Linked DNA regions of Ovis aries: region 1 is linked to region 2. Evidence: chromatin contacts called from public Hi-C data. All regions are on one chromosome and are shown on one strand. Each heading gives the region's core, a stretch centred on a gene start, on an enhancer-like site or on the middle of the called end of the contact. The rest is flanking DNA. Distances are from core to core; before and after follow the strand shown. Region 1 holds the start of KLF10 (KLF transcription factor 10). Region 2 has its middle 49 kb from the start of AZIN1.

What was found. Hi-C and Micro-C count contacts between places; a contact is called where the count stands out from the background.
Region 1: a contact with region 2 is called in a Hi-C map of liver, with 8 times the contacts expected there. The contact joins the promoter of KLF10 here to the enhancer-like site in region 2. A contact is called at or near these places in 15 of 16 Hi-C or Micro-C datasets (blood, hypothalamus, liver and 6 more).

Annotation. Positions count from the first base shown.
Region 1 is chr9:74,715,633-74,722,467 of ARS-UI_Ramb_v3.0, reverse strand. It overlaps KLF10 (KLF transcription factor 10), which reads right to left and starts at 2,273. Exons shown (of 4, transcript XM_027973155.2): 1 at 2,110-2,273. The coding sequence starts at 2,148. It overlaps LOC121820352 (a long non-coding RNA gene), which reads left to right and starts at 2,778. Exons shown (of 3, transcript XR_009594999.1): 1 at 2,778-3,289.
Region 2 is chr9:74,583,126-74,589,887 of ARS-UI_Ramb_v3.0, reverse strand. No RefSeq gene overlaps it. Among named protein-coding and RNA genes, the nearest start is that of AZIN1, 49 kb to the right of the region's middle. Within about 2 kb of position 4,502, at least 47 of the 54 cell types and tissues checked have an H3K27ac peak or open chromatin away from gene starts, as enhancers often do. A contact at or near this core is called in hypothalamus, liver, muscle and 1 more, where this site is marked.

The DNA.
Region 1 (6,835 bases), core at 1,024-3,523, 130 kb before region 2:
TGCTAGGAATTGTTCTCAACTCTTGTTTTAAAACCCTTCGTGTAGAAACCTTTAAGAAGCTATTACCACTCTTGAAATATAGCTAACAATGCAATTGCATAATCGCGCGCCTTTTACGTAAGCTGCAACGGACAGCGCATGTATGTGTAAAAGCCTCAAGACGCCAGCGCAAAAGGGAAAAAAAAAGAGAAAAGGCTAGGCAGGAGAGAAAGAGTATGCGCTGGGAAGAGCAGGAAGAGAAGCCGGGAGGGGAGAGGAAAAGGAGTGGGGCGCGAGGGAGGCAGGAAAGGGAAGCGCGGGCGGAGGCGAGGGCGTGGGCCGGGGGGTGGGGGAGGGAAGCAGACAAGGGGCGGGGGTGGGCGGCGGGGGAGATCCTCGCTGGCGGGGACAGACGGATGGGGCCGCCCTAACCTCAATGAGGCTCGCGGGTGAGTCACTGGGAACATTCCTCGCCCGCTCGCACGTCCCCGCGTCCCTGCCCCCGTCATTGGCCAGCCAGCCGGGCGGCCCGAGCTGGGATTGGCTGGGCGGCGGAGGGCGGGGGCGCGGAGGAGGAGGCGGGGGGCGAGGCATGTGAACAAAGCGTGATCAGCGGCTGCTCCGGGCGGCGCAGGAAACGTGAACTGGGAATTGCCGCGCCGTCACCTTTCACCTACTTCCTGAGCCCGCGGGGCCCCCGCCCTCGCGACGGCCCGGGGGAGGGGCCGCGGGCGCCGCCGCCAACCGCCCGGCCGTGCGCGCCTGGGCCTGCGGGGAGAGGCGGGGCCGCGGGCGCCCGGCTCCCGGCGCGCCCGCCCCTTCCAGCTCCCCACCGTTCCCTTAGGAACCGACTGCGGGGCCGGGCCTCGCTCCCGCCCTGGCGGAGGCTCGGGCTGGGTCACTCGGGGACGAGAAGCTCCCCCGGCGCATCCGTTCCCGGCCCACCCCCCGGCCTCCGCCTCAGCTGCCGGAGGAGGAGCCAGGTCCCCGCGGAAACCCGGCCCCCGCCCTCCTCCGGCCGCAGCCCCCGGGGACCCGGCCGAGCCCTCGGCGCTTCCCGCCCACGCCGCCCACGGGATCTCAGACCACCCCGACTCGCCCCGAAGACGCGGCGCCCCCCGCGTCCCCACGGTTTCCGGCAGCTCTGGCCCCCCCAACACCCCCGCGCCGAGCCCAGCATCTCCACGAGTTCCCAGACGTGCAGCCCCCAACAGGCCCAGTTCCAGGCGCGCGGCCCCACGGCCGGCGGCTCCCGCCTCGGAGCGCTGCCCCCGCGTCTCGCAGCCCCGGCTCCCCCCGCCCACCTTCCCCACCCCGATGCTGGGGTCCCGCTTCCCATCCCTTCCATCTACTGTCGCCAAGGCGGCTCCGAGGCCCCCTCCCCCCGCCAAGGCGTCCTCTGGAGGAGGCCACCTGCCTGCCTGTTCCGGAGATAAGGGAGTCCCCTCCAGACGTCTGGGGTGGGGTAAACTCCCCGGGCCCGCGTGCCATCCCCTTGCACCCACGCCGGGCGCCCCTCCCCACAGCACCCCCGCTATCTGCTGGGTAGCCCCAGTCCTGCAAGCCTCCGTTCAAGACCCCCCGAGATGGGGAGTCCCCCTCTCCTCTCCGGTGGACTCCCCATCCCTCACATGCCCTAGAGCAGCCCCCTCCCAGCCTGGGGCGCGTTCCTTATCCAGACGGAGGCATCTCTTCCCCCCGGCGCCAGGTGCAAGGTGGCCCCCTTATCCCCCTCTCCGGTACTTCCACGCCTCCTAGTCTCGCTGACAGGGCAGCCAGCCCCCCAACCCCAGTCTCCTCACTCTTCCCGCCCCTCCAGTCATCCCACCCCCCTCACCTGCTTCCAGTCTCCCAGCGGAGCTGTTCCCTTCCCCTCCTTACACCTCGAGCGAGACCCTCTCTCACTTCGTCTCTAGCTCCCAGCCTGCTTCTCCAGAAACCCCTCCCGTCCCCCGCTCCGCTACACACACGCCGTCACCAATGCCCAGTCTGCAGGCGGGAAGCCCCTCTTCCTCTTCCACGACTCCCCTGCAACCTCTGTCCTCAGGCGAGGCTGATGTCAGGGGCTCGGGGGTCTCCCCGGACGCAGGGAGGCAAGAGAAGGGCTTGGGGCATCCCCAGGTGACTTACCGTAGCCTGCTGGAGAGAAGCGCCGCCGAAGTTGAGCATGGTTGGCTGCCCGGCCGCCGGCGATGAGCTGACTGGCTGCAAGGCTGTCCTTGGCTGCCTGGCCACAGACGGGCGCCCGGAGACACTCGACGCCGCTCCCGCCGCCGCTGCGCTCCGCGCCGTCTGCCCCCCTCCCCATTCAGGTAGCCGCTCCGCCTGCCCCGAGCCGCGGGCGGGGGTGGGGGCGGAGCCTGGGGCCGGCCAATCAGCGACAAAGGTGTGTGAGGCGCCGGCCAATGGGCTCGCGGGGCCACGCGTGATCAGCGGCTGCCCGGCAGCGTGAAGCTTGTGTCAGTGGAGCGTGTACACAATCCCCTGGCAGCGCGTTTCCCCGGGCCCAGCCCGAGGGAACTCCCGCCACCACCTGACTCTGTGGACGCGGCCCCCACCCCTCACCCACCCCCACTCTCCCTCCCCGGCTTGCAGTCCCCTTCCCTGGGCCGGGGGTGGGGCGGCGCCAGGAACCCGAGCCCAGCCCGGAGGCGCGGCCGCCGCGGCGCGCCCAGGCTCTCCGCGGAGAGCCAGGCCCACGTGGGAGGTGGGGAGGGATGCCCGCTCCGCCCATTCCCCTCCGCGGGCGAGGTCCCATCTCGGGCCGCCGCCGCCACGGGGTGGGCGGGACGCCGGGTGGCCAGGCGGGGGAGGCGGCGGCTGCAAGCCAAGGGTCCAGAGCCAAGAGATTTGCATTTGGAAGCGCCCCGTCCTCTTGCGCGTCTGGCGAGAAAGGAGAGCCTGGTGACCGACCGAGCTGCATTTCTGGAGCAGTTGCTGGGTTTTTGCCTCGCTGAAGCATGAGTAGCACCAGGGAAGTGGAGGCGAGGGAAAGGGAATCCTGTCACCGAGCGGACACCTGCTCCTGCGCCCCCCCGCCCACGCCCGGGCCGCAGGCGCTGGCTCGCCCTCTCCATCTGCCCTGCCGGCGGCGTTGCCCGCCCCGTCCGCCCCGCCCATCCTTCCTCCAGGGCTGTGGAGAGAATGGTGTGGGGACTGCAGGAAGCCCCGAAAACTAGACCAGTGCGGGTGCTGGGGAGCCATAGGCCAGAGTTTTTTTTAATCTTTCTCTGGAACCGACTCTCAGTTGCAGAACCGAGTTTTGAGCTCGGTGTAAAGTTTAAATTGCAGTCTACAAGCTGTTTCAAAGGTAGGCCCTACCCCCACACCTACCCTGGGCCATGGCCTCCGGAAACGCCCTGCCGGGAAACTGCTGGTGGTGATGGGGAGGGGCGGGGTCTTCTAGGGTCACGAGGCGCCAGCCAGGGCACGCCAGGGAGTGGGTTGCCTTGGGAAAAATGAAGTCGCTCAGTCCTGTCCGACTCTTTGCGACCCCGTGGACTGTAGCCCACCACTCTCCTCTGTCCATGGGATTTTCCAGGCAAGAGTACTGGAGTGGGTTGCCATGTCCTTCTCCAGAGGTCTTCCCAATCTAGGGATCGAACCCAGGTCTCCCCCATTGTAAGCAAGACACTTTACCGTCTCAGGAAGTCATGAAACCCCGTGCTCTCGGTCCCGCGAAAGCCCCAGCCACACCTCCACAACCCCCATCCCGAACCAGGTCAGAGGCGGTCTGGGGCCTCCGGACTGCGAGCCTAACTGCGAGCCTGTGGTTCTGCTTTGGCTCCTTGTCGGCTCCCTTTGGGTGATAGCGCGGCTTAAAACAAACTTAAAGCCACTCCTTGGGACTGGCTAACCGGGGGCAGAAGTCACTGCCCTTCCCTCCAGCTGCCTCACTTCTCCGTGTAACTGAAAGGCTGAGGATGTAAGTGTCTTTTCTTTCCCAATAATCACAAAAATGAGTATAGAAAAGGAATAAACTAGGGAATCCCTTGGCGTTTCAGTGGTTTGGACTGGGTGCTTTCACTGCCATAGCCTGGGTTCAACCCCTGGTTGGGGAACTGAGATCCTGCAAGCCTCCAGGCATGGCCAGAAAGCAAAAAAAAAAGAAAAAAGAAAACCAATGAATTAAATATTTTAGAAACAGGCCCAGGCTAACCAACAACAGTAGTAGTAATAATAATAGGATCAACCAGGGCTAGAGATGCCCACTGAGAGAGGGAAGGAGGACTGAATGGCCGCCTGTCACTGCCTCTCCTGAATCTGCTGGAGGGGCGCCAGCTCAGCAGCTCAGGCAGCTCTTCCTGTCTCCCCTTCATCCCCTGCCCCGGCTTCTGTCTGCAGCGGCCGGCGTCCCTCCCTGTGGGCTTCCTTCCGCCTGGGCTGTCCCATCCTGTTGATGTGAGCCTGCGGGGTATTGGAGCAGCTGGCCCTGGGCACCTGCTGCAGCAGAGGAAGCTCCTGTCTGTGCCCAGCCTGCCTTCCTGTCAGGGAGCTGCCCCTGGGGAGGCCGCAGCCGGCCCTCCAGGTCCCTCGGTCCCTTCCTCGGGAATGTGGGGCCTGCTGGCATGGTTCTCCTGCACGCTGAGGAGCAGGGAGCATTTCTGGCTTGTGGGAGTGACTCAAAACCGGAAAGAAAAGGGGTAGGAGGAACACTGTGGTGGCGGCACCATTCCTAGAGATTCAGAGAAAGATGTTACCCAGGCACCTCAGGCTGAAAGGAGCCAAAACTAAAGCCCTTATTTTTACTTCTTCCCATATGGGCTTCTCATCTCCCATCCAGCCTTCACTGTCTTCCTCAGTTGGTCCCCAGTTCTGAGCAGTTTTGCCTCAGAAATGTCTCTCGCCCCTCACTTTCCACTTGTACCCCTCAAATGTCACTCTATGTCAGTCTGTCATCAATGCTTGCTTAAAGAACCTGCACTCCCCTCATACAGCCCCCACCCCAGCCCCGCTGGCACGCCAATGGCAAACTCTGAAACAATGGCAAACACTGAAACTAGAGTGGGCTTTTCAAAAGTCATGATCCAATCCTGATTATCTGTACTTAAAAAATGATCCTTTGCTCCTACCGCCTAGGAGGTTAAAGGCCATTCCATCCTGCCCTCAACTTTCCCCAGCCTCCCAGTCTTCTCTCCCACCCAGATATACACTTGCCTATGGTCACATCCTCATTCAATAAGCATTGTATTGCTCAATTATCCACTGCATTCAACAAACATTTGTTGAGCACCTACTATGTGTTGTATTCACTGGGAAAACAGCAATGAATAAGACAGGTGATGTCGCTGCTCTCAAAAGGCTTGGATGGGAGGATAAAGACAAATAGACTATGAGTGTGTGTATTAGTCGCTCACTTGTGTCTGACTCTTTGTGACCCCATGGACTGTAGCCCACCAGGCTCCTCTGTCCTTGGAATTCTCCAGGCAGGAATGCTGGAGTGGGTTAGCCATTCCCTTCTTCAGGGGATCTTCCTGACCCAGGGACTGAACCCAGGTCTCCCACATTGCAGGCAGATTCTTTACTGTCTGAACCACCAGGGAAGCCCCAAGTAGACTATATATAAATGAAAGCTCCTTCAAGATGGTGGCCATGTCATAATCATCTTTGTGGTCCAGTGCAGACACTTTAGGCGGTCACGCTTCTTTAATGGAGGAAATAAAATTGTAGGTTGTCTGTGAAGATTCACTGAGGTTATAGGCAGAATGTGGACAACTGCCTAGGCAGAAGTATGGACCCTTCTAATCCTTTCCCTTAACTTGCATCATTACAGCAGCAGGCATGGAAAACTCTCATCTTAGCCATGAGTGAAAGAAAGTCCTGAGCAGTAGTAAGCAGTACTTCAGTTAAATGCTGGTCATCCTCCTGCTAATGGTGCTGGTTTCTCCTTCAACTGGAACTGCGAAGGAAGGTGTGGGGCAGGTGGCTGACATGTAAAGATCCCTCAGTTCAGTTTTATGGATATTAAAACACATTGTCCCCACCAGCCGTCTTCTCTTTGCTTCTTACAGTCAGTGGATATTGTCACCATTCATTCATTGCCCTACCATATGCCAGGCACTAGCTGAACACTGAGGAACAATCATAAAAAAAGACACAGCTCACAGCAGCTTCCATACAGCGAAGGAAGAAAATAAGTGAGCTGGCCAGCCATGACTGTAGTGTGATGAATGCTAAGTAGAGGGTGTGCACCGTGTCCTCGGTAGGTGAGGAAGGAAGGGGTGAGGGAAAGCTCTTCTGGTTGGCTTCTAAGTTGGAGGAGAGGAGAAGTGGAGAGTAGAGAGTGGTGGGGATTCAGGATGCTCTGAATTGTCCGCTCACAAATTTGAGTTAGGACGAGGTGTTTAGGATGTTAAGGGAAGCAGCTCCAAACATCAAGGGCCTTTGTGTGCCCTGCTAAGGAATGTAGATGTGGAACTTTTATATTGAGGACAATGGGGACCTACTGACAGGTTTTAGCAATGATAGTGTAGAAAGTTCATTCTGGCCCAGTTTGGATGCTGGATCAGAGAGCCTGGGGTCTAACACCAGTGAGAAGTCTGTTGTAGCAGTAGAGGCAGCAAATTTGACAGTGGCAGGCATGGAAAGGCTGGAATAGAGACACCAAGAACCAGGAGGATTTGGTAATTGATTGGATGTGGGCATGAAGAAGAGGGCGGTGTGGAGCAGGACTGCTGAGTTTTGGGCTTGATTCACTGGAGGAAACAGGGCAAAAGTGAGACACTATTGCCCAGGAAAGGAGCTCCAGAGAGGTAGTAAGTTTGAGTGGGGAGGAAGAAAATGCCAAATTTGATTTAGGACGTGTAAAACTGAAGTTACCCGTGGGACATCCAAACAGAGATATCCAGGAGGCAGT
Region 2 (6,762 bases), core at 3,253-5,752:
TTCCTTGGTTATGGAGTCCTAGGAGAATATACTATACATTCTCTGGACTGGTGTCAGATGGGCCAGAAAGAGCTGAAACTTAAAGTGTTAGTCACTCAGTCTTGTCTGACTCTTTGGCACCCCATGGACTGTAGCCGGCCAGGCTCCTCTGTCCTTGGGATTGTGCATGCAAGAATACTGGAGTGGGTTGCCATGTCCTCCTCCAGGGGGATCTTTCCGACCCAGGGATTGAAACTGGGTCTATCTGCATTGCAGGCAGATTCTTTACTGTCTGAGCCACCAGGGAAGCCCAGAAAGAGCTGAGGTGAGGTGCAAAGAACAGTTCTTACTCCCTCTCCCAATGGTGCGCAATGCAGCCCGTCAATCTGTCCTTCCTGGGAATGTGATCTGCTCCCATTCACAGAAGCAAGAGTCCAGGGCCCGGTGTGAGGCTCTGGGACCCATCATCCACCGGAGCAGGGTCTGATTTAGTGTTTTCCCTCAGGGTCACATCTCACCTGGCACAGGGGTACCCAGAATATAAAATTTTCACTTTTCCTCCAAACTCTTGGATTTGACTCAACGAATAAGCATTTATTAGGTTCTTTCAACACCTCCTGCATTAAAGGCTCAAACATGCCAATGTCTGGACAAAGGTCATCTTTGCCACTGATTAGGCCTCAGAATGATTCATTATCAAGTTTCTCTCAGGCCTGAAATCCATCACTGGCTGGCAGATTGTGCTGCTCTTAAATTCCTTACCTCTCCTAGAGATGTTGGTCTTTTTGCTCCAGTGGCTTCTGAAAAATAGCTCAACATTCTCTCAATTTGACGTTCTTGACCCTGGACAGAACCTAGACAGAACCCCAATGGAGAAGATTCTACACTTAAGGAAGTTGTTACCCCCAACAGCTAAACCATTTAATTTTTATTGGAGTATAGTCGGTTCACAACATTCTGATAGTTTCAGGTGTACACTGGGCACCCTCTGGGCCATCGATCACTTCCTCTGGCCCTCCAAAGAGCCCCAAGAAGTAGGTATAAGGATCTCTATTTTACAGAAGAAACCTAGGCACAGACAGATCAGCAGGTGGCCCAAGGTAGTGGAGCTCAGACACAGAAAAGCCAGAACTAGAACCACATTTTTCTCACACAGAGGGTCCCTGGCCCTCTGCTCCACTGGTCAAGGACAACTGGAGAAGGTTAGCTTTTCAGTGGCGTGACAAATGCTACCATGCAGTACCAGATGTTTTGAGGAGTAACGCCAAGTCCTTTGAGGGTGTTCCTAGTTTGGCTCGGTTTCCTCTCCAACTTTTCTGGCATGTGCAGTGATACAGAACTTGGTTACATGACTCCCTGAAAACAGACTGATCTCTGCCAATTCATCTCCTAAATTCGTATCTCACTTTCAATTTATCCATTCCCCAAAAGTTGCGAGGAAAACGAGTCCTCCAAATGCATATGAGGAACCTCATATTCAACAACACGCTTGGAAAATGTTTTGTAAAGGAAGGTAGCCCCTACTTTATCTGTTATAGCATTGCGGAATTTACACATGACATGTTAGCTTCAGTTAGGGCCACCTGCGTTCCTGGGTGCGCATGTACAGTCAATGGGCGGGTTGGCTTTAGTGAGGTACACTTAGGTCCCATCGATCCTCTGTCTAGTGACGCAGTCGTGTCTGACTCTTTGTGACCCGATGGACTGCAGCCCGCCAGGCTCCTCTGTCTCTGGGATTCTCCAGGCAAGAGTACCGGAGTGGGTTGCCATTCCCTCCTGCAGGGGATCTTCCCGGCCCAGGGATCGAACCCGGGTCTCCTGCATTGCAGGCACTCTCCTTACCGCCTGAACCACCAGAGAAGCCCATAGGCAAGGTTCTAAGGGGAGGCACACAGGCTCTTCCTGCTGAGCAGCTTGCAGGGGTCCATCAGGCAAACAAGCCAGGGTCACAAAGGCTGAGCTGAATCGTGAGGCAAAGGGCAGGGTGGGTCAAAACTCAGGATGAGGCTCTCATGGAGGCAGCAGACACAGCAAACAGGAAGCGCCCTCAGACACGAAGGAGGCTGCCAGGCCAAGCATGGAGCAGAAGAGGATGGAGCTGACAGCTAATTCACTTCCTCATGCGTTCCACCAGGAAGGAGTTGCAAAGATGAAACCCTGGGCCTTTTCAGCAGGCCTCTGGGTAGAGAGGGAAGCTGAAGACAGCAAAACCTCTCTCTCTCAGGCCAAGCAGAGCGTGGGAAGGCTGACAGTGCAGGTGCCAAGGGCCACAGGCACGCAGATCAGGGAGTGGGAGAAGAGAGATCGACAGAGGTCGTGATAACTGCCTCTCTGACACACACACACACACACATGCAAAAGCAGAATCTGAAACAGTGGAGGAGACAGCCCCTACAGAGGGCGTTCTCAGCATGAAGAAAGAAAAAAAAGTGGAAGTTGGGGGTTGCAGTGTTTGTGGCTTCAGTATCCGGGCCGGAGCCAGAGGCCCCTGCTGCACGTCGTGGCCTCAGCTCCCAGGATAAACCCCAGTTGGTCCAGCCCACCAACTTCCCCCGAAGCGCAACCACCCAGGGCCCAGGACCTTCTGCTCCTAACAGCGCCCATGAGGATCACCAGCCAGTCCTGCTCTTGGACGCCACAGGGCTCCGCATCTTGTCCCACCTCAGCAAATGAGACCCCTTGGTTTCCCAAGAGCTGTCATTTTTACCTCTTCTACAGAGGCCTGGAGGACAGAACTTCCCAGGAGTCCAGCTCAATGTGGTTTTGACCAGGCGGGAATGAGCCACCCACCTGCACACTTGGGAGAAGGCTGTGCACGAGGGGAAGGGGGCCGGGAGCTCTGCTCTGCCTGGGTCTGAACGAGGGTCACACAAGGTGAGAGGCAGCTCACGTGGTCCTGGGAGGCTGCACTGACAAACAGCTCTGCACAAACCCGGATGGGTTCTGGGCACCCAGCTGTTGTGCTCCTTCTGCCTGCAAGATGAGACCCGGACACCCGTCCCGGGGCTGGCATCACTTGCTGAGCCGTGGCTTTGGAAAGAAGGGCAAGTCAAATCCCGGAAAGAGATTGAGAATGAATTCCAGCTGGAAGCCCCCCACCCACAGCAGTTGTATAGGGTGGGGTGAGATGAGATGGACTAGGAGGGGAGGAAACCCAGGCGCCCGTGGAGGTCTGTTGCCTTTCTGTCTTCCTGGCTCCTCTCCATTCCTTCCTGTCTGACAAGGGCAGGGCAAAGGGTCAGGGAACTTCTAGGTGCAAGCGGGTGCTCTTTAAGAGGTCTTTTGTCCTTGAGCAACCTAGAAACCTTGTGGCTCAGCTGGTAAAGAATCCACCCACCATGAAGGAGACTTGGGTTCGATCCCTGGGTTGGGAAGATCCCCTGGAGAAGAGAAAGGCTACCCACTCCAGTATTCTGGCCTGGAGAATTCCACGGACTGTATAGTCCATGGGGCCGCAAAGAGTGGGACACAGAGTGACTTTCACTTTCACATCCTAGACCCGCAGGAGGCAGCCTCTCAAAGTGGTTGCTGAACCCAGACAGTGGCAGATAATCGCCTTCAGAGACTCCAGCCTCTTACCCAGAGCAAAAAAGGCCCAAACTCCACCTTCCTTCCTGCAGCTAATCCATTTTCTCTCCTCAGGATTTTGGCCTAGTACTTCAGGTAACAGGAAACTCACCTTTCCAAGGACTGCGGTTAAGTCCTTGGCAGGTTCTTAAGATTTTCCTTTCTTTTTGTGCTTCCTTTTTCCTTCCTACCACTCTCCTCACCGTCACTGGATGGCCACCCACCCCCAGTTTACTCAGCCTCTCAAATTCTTCCACCCCTGGACAGATATCCTCTTTGAGGTGGTGGTGGGCAGGGGCGGGGTGAGAGAGAAGACCCTTCAGCCTCAACCCCATCCCACCGCGGGCAGAGGAGGCAACTAGGTTGCTGCTGCTGCTGCTGCTAAGTCGCTTCAGTCGTGTCCGACTCTGTGCAACCCCAGAGACGGCAGCCCACCAGGCTCCCCCGTCCCTGGGATTCTCCAGGCAAGAACACCGGAGTGGGCTGCCGTTTCCTTTAGGCCAGGGCATTTCTGCAAGGCCATCCCTGGGCAGGCAGGGCCGGCCCTCCGAGGCTCGGCCAGAGCTGCTCCCATCAGAGGGATCTTGGGCCGCCTTCTCCAGACACGAAGGTCCCCGGCTGGCCTGGGGCCGAGCGTGTCCACCGCGGCGCATCTCCTCCCCGAGAAACGTGGCCTGGGGCCTTTCCCAGCAGCGGCCTCTCCTTCCCCCACGCCTCCGCGAGCCACCCACCCCGCGCCGGCTCCAGCACGTGGCTCTGGGCGCAGGTTTCCTCTCCGCCCCCGCCGCTCTGCAGGGCGGTTTTCACCCTCTCGGTTCCCCCTAACCGCCCCCGGCACCCCCCAACCCCGTGACTTCTTGTAAAAAAAAGCTTCGCTGGTCCCCACCCACCTCCGCCCTCCCGCGGCTGCCGGACCCAGCCGCCCCGCCCCCTCCGCCTCCCCCGGAGGCAGCGCTTTCTCCCCGCCCCTGGCAGCGGGCTCGGCTTCGGAAACTGTTGACTCAGAGGGTGGCCGGGCGGCCAGCGTCTGATGTCAGCTTGGACTGGGGCCAGGAGCGGAGAGGCGCGGGGAGGAGAGCACCGCAGGCGGGCGGGAGCCGGGGGTGGGGTGGGGAGGACGCTCGAGGCGGGAGGAGCCCGATGCCCCGCGCGGGGCGCGGAGCGGGGTCCGCCCGGGGCCGGTGGGGGTGGCGGGGGGGGCCTGCGCTCGGCGTCCCGACTCGGCGCTGCGCGCTCGGGGACTGCGGCTGCCCGGGCGCCCGTGAGTCACGGTGCGTCACCGGAGCAGATGCCCCGGCGCGGCTGGAGGCTCCCGGGCTCCCGCTGACTCATCAGAAAGCCCTGCCGCGCGGCCCGGGAGGCGGGAAGCCGGGGGGGTTGGGGGGAACGGGAGGAGGGAGCGGCCCGGGCCGGCGGCCGGCGAGGTCATCTGAGGCGCTCAGAGCCGGAAAACCCCAAGGAGGCGTCTGCGGCAGCGGGAGCGCTGGGGTGGGCGCGGCCGAGGGGAGCGGGGACCACTGGCAAGCTGCCGGGGTCACCTGCGGCGCGGGCCGGCGGCGGGCGACCGCAGGAAGGAACAAGCCCCCACACCGCCGGCACTGGGCGGGCAGCCTCCGGGACCCCCTCCCCTTCCGCGATCTGGCCGTGCGGCGCGGGACCCCGGGGCGGGTGGGCTCCAGGAGCAGGCGGTCCCGCGGCACCAGCGCTGGCCCCCGACTGCCCCCCGAAGTGGCGGGGTTCCAACCCCCAACCCTCTTTAAGACTTCGGGGGGGGGGTGTCTTGGGAAGAGACCGCACCAGCATGCAGGCCTCCACGCCCTCGTCTCCCGCCCCGCTCTCTCGACCCGCCCCTCCCCCGAGGAAGCCGCTCCGGTGCTGGGGACACCACGTGCTGGGTCAAGGCCTGGCCTCGGCTCTTTCCTGTCTTTGCCGGCTAACCACAAGCCCCCCCTGGCACTCAGAAAATAGAGCGGCCGGGCCATGGAACTAGCAGCAAAGGGGCCTGAGCGGAGAGGGTGGATCTGTGTGACTGTCCACCCTGCCTGGGAACAGGGACAACTTCTGTCGCATTCAGGAAATGCGTGCAGCCCCTCCTGGCAAGGCGCCCCCAACTCCAGGGACAGGCGGGGCAGGAAGAAGCCACAGAAGGTCCCTTCCTGCATCCACAGCCTGGCTGGGGAGACGACCCTGGGCACACCCTGGCAGTGTGAGCACACAGAGCGGGAAGTGGGGCGGGGGTGGGGAGGGTGGGGGGGAGGGACAGGCGCTTACAGAAGCCCCCGGGAGGAGGCTTCCTGGTGGAGCTGGCCTGAGGGCAGGGACCTTGAAGAGGAATGATTTGAACAGATGGGGGAAAGGACATTCCAGACGGAAACAAATGCCTGGAACCAAAACCTGGAGGGGGAGACAGCGGGCGAGTTCTGGGAACAGCAAGCAATCCAGTTGGACTGGAAGAACAGAGGCTCACAGCATCGGGGCCTGGCAGCATAGAGGTGGATCTGAGAAGCAGGCCTGGTGGCCCAGAGGGGACCTGGAGCTGCGGGGTCTCGCCCTCTGCCCCCCGGGGCACCGAGTCATGCCAGTTCCCAGACTGATGGATTCTTTCCAAGAATTTGTCAGCCACAGCTGCAGGAGCCATCCTGCCTTGGATGGCTTTTATTAGCTGGTCTCTAATGCAAATCCTCCTTTGTTCAGATTTCAAATACTTTCCTATTCTGTTCTTTGATCACACTCTGTATTGATTTCCCTCAGGATTTCTCAACCCCAACAGCACACTGAAATTACCTGGGGATGCTTTAGAACACACAGATGGTGAAGCATGGGCCCCCTCCCCACCAGGTGATTTCACCTGGCATCAGCATTCTTTTACTGGGGAGCCAGGGGTGAGAGCTGCTGATGCAGATGGTCACCATCGAGAGGGTCCAGACTCAGAGTAGGGGGCCCCAGGCCTGAGAGCCGCACTGACAAAGATCTCCAGGAGCAGTTGGACGCCCCAAGGCTGGAGTTGAAATGTGTTTCCCAAGCATCCACTCTGCAGCTGAGGCCAAAGTTTCCAACAGGAAGGGTGGGTGAGGCTTCTGTTTGTTTCCCAAGAGCCAACTGGCCTTTCAAACCAGTGATAACCACGGGGGAACCTCACCAGTGGGAGGACCAGGCAATGATAGGAACTGTAGCCATTTCCCGTTGACAATGCCACATGGCAGCTGGAAGGGGCCC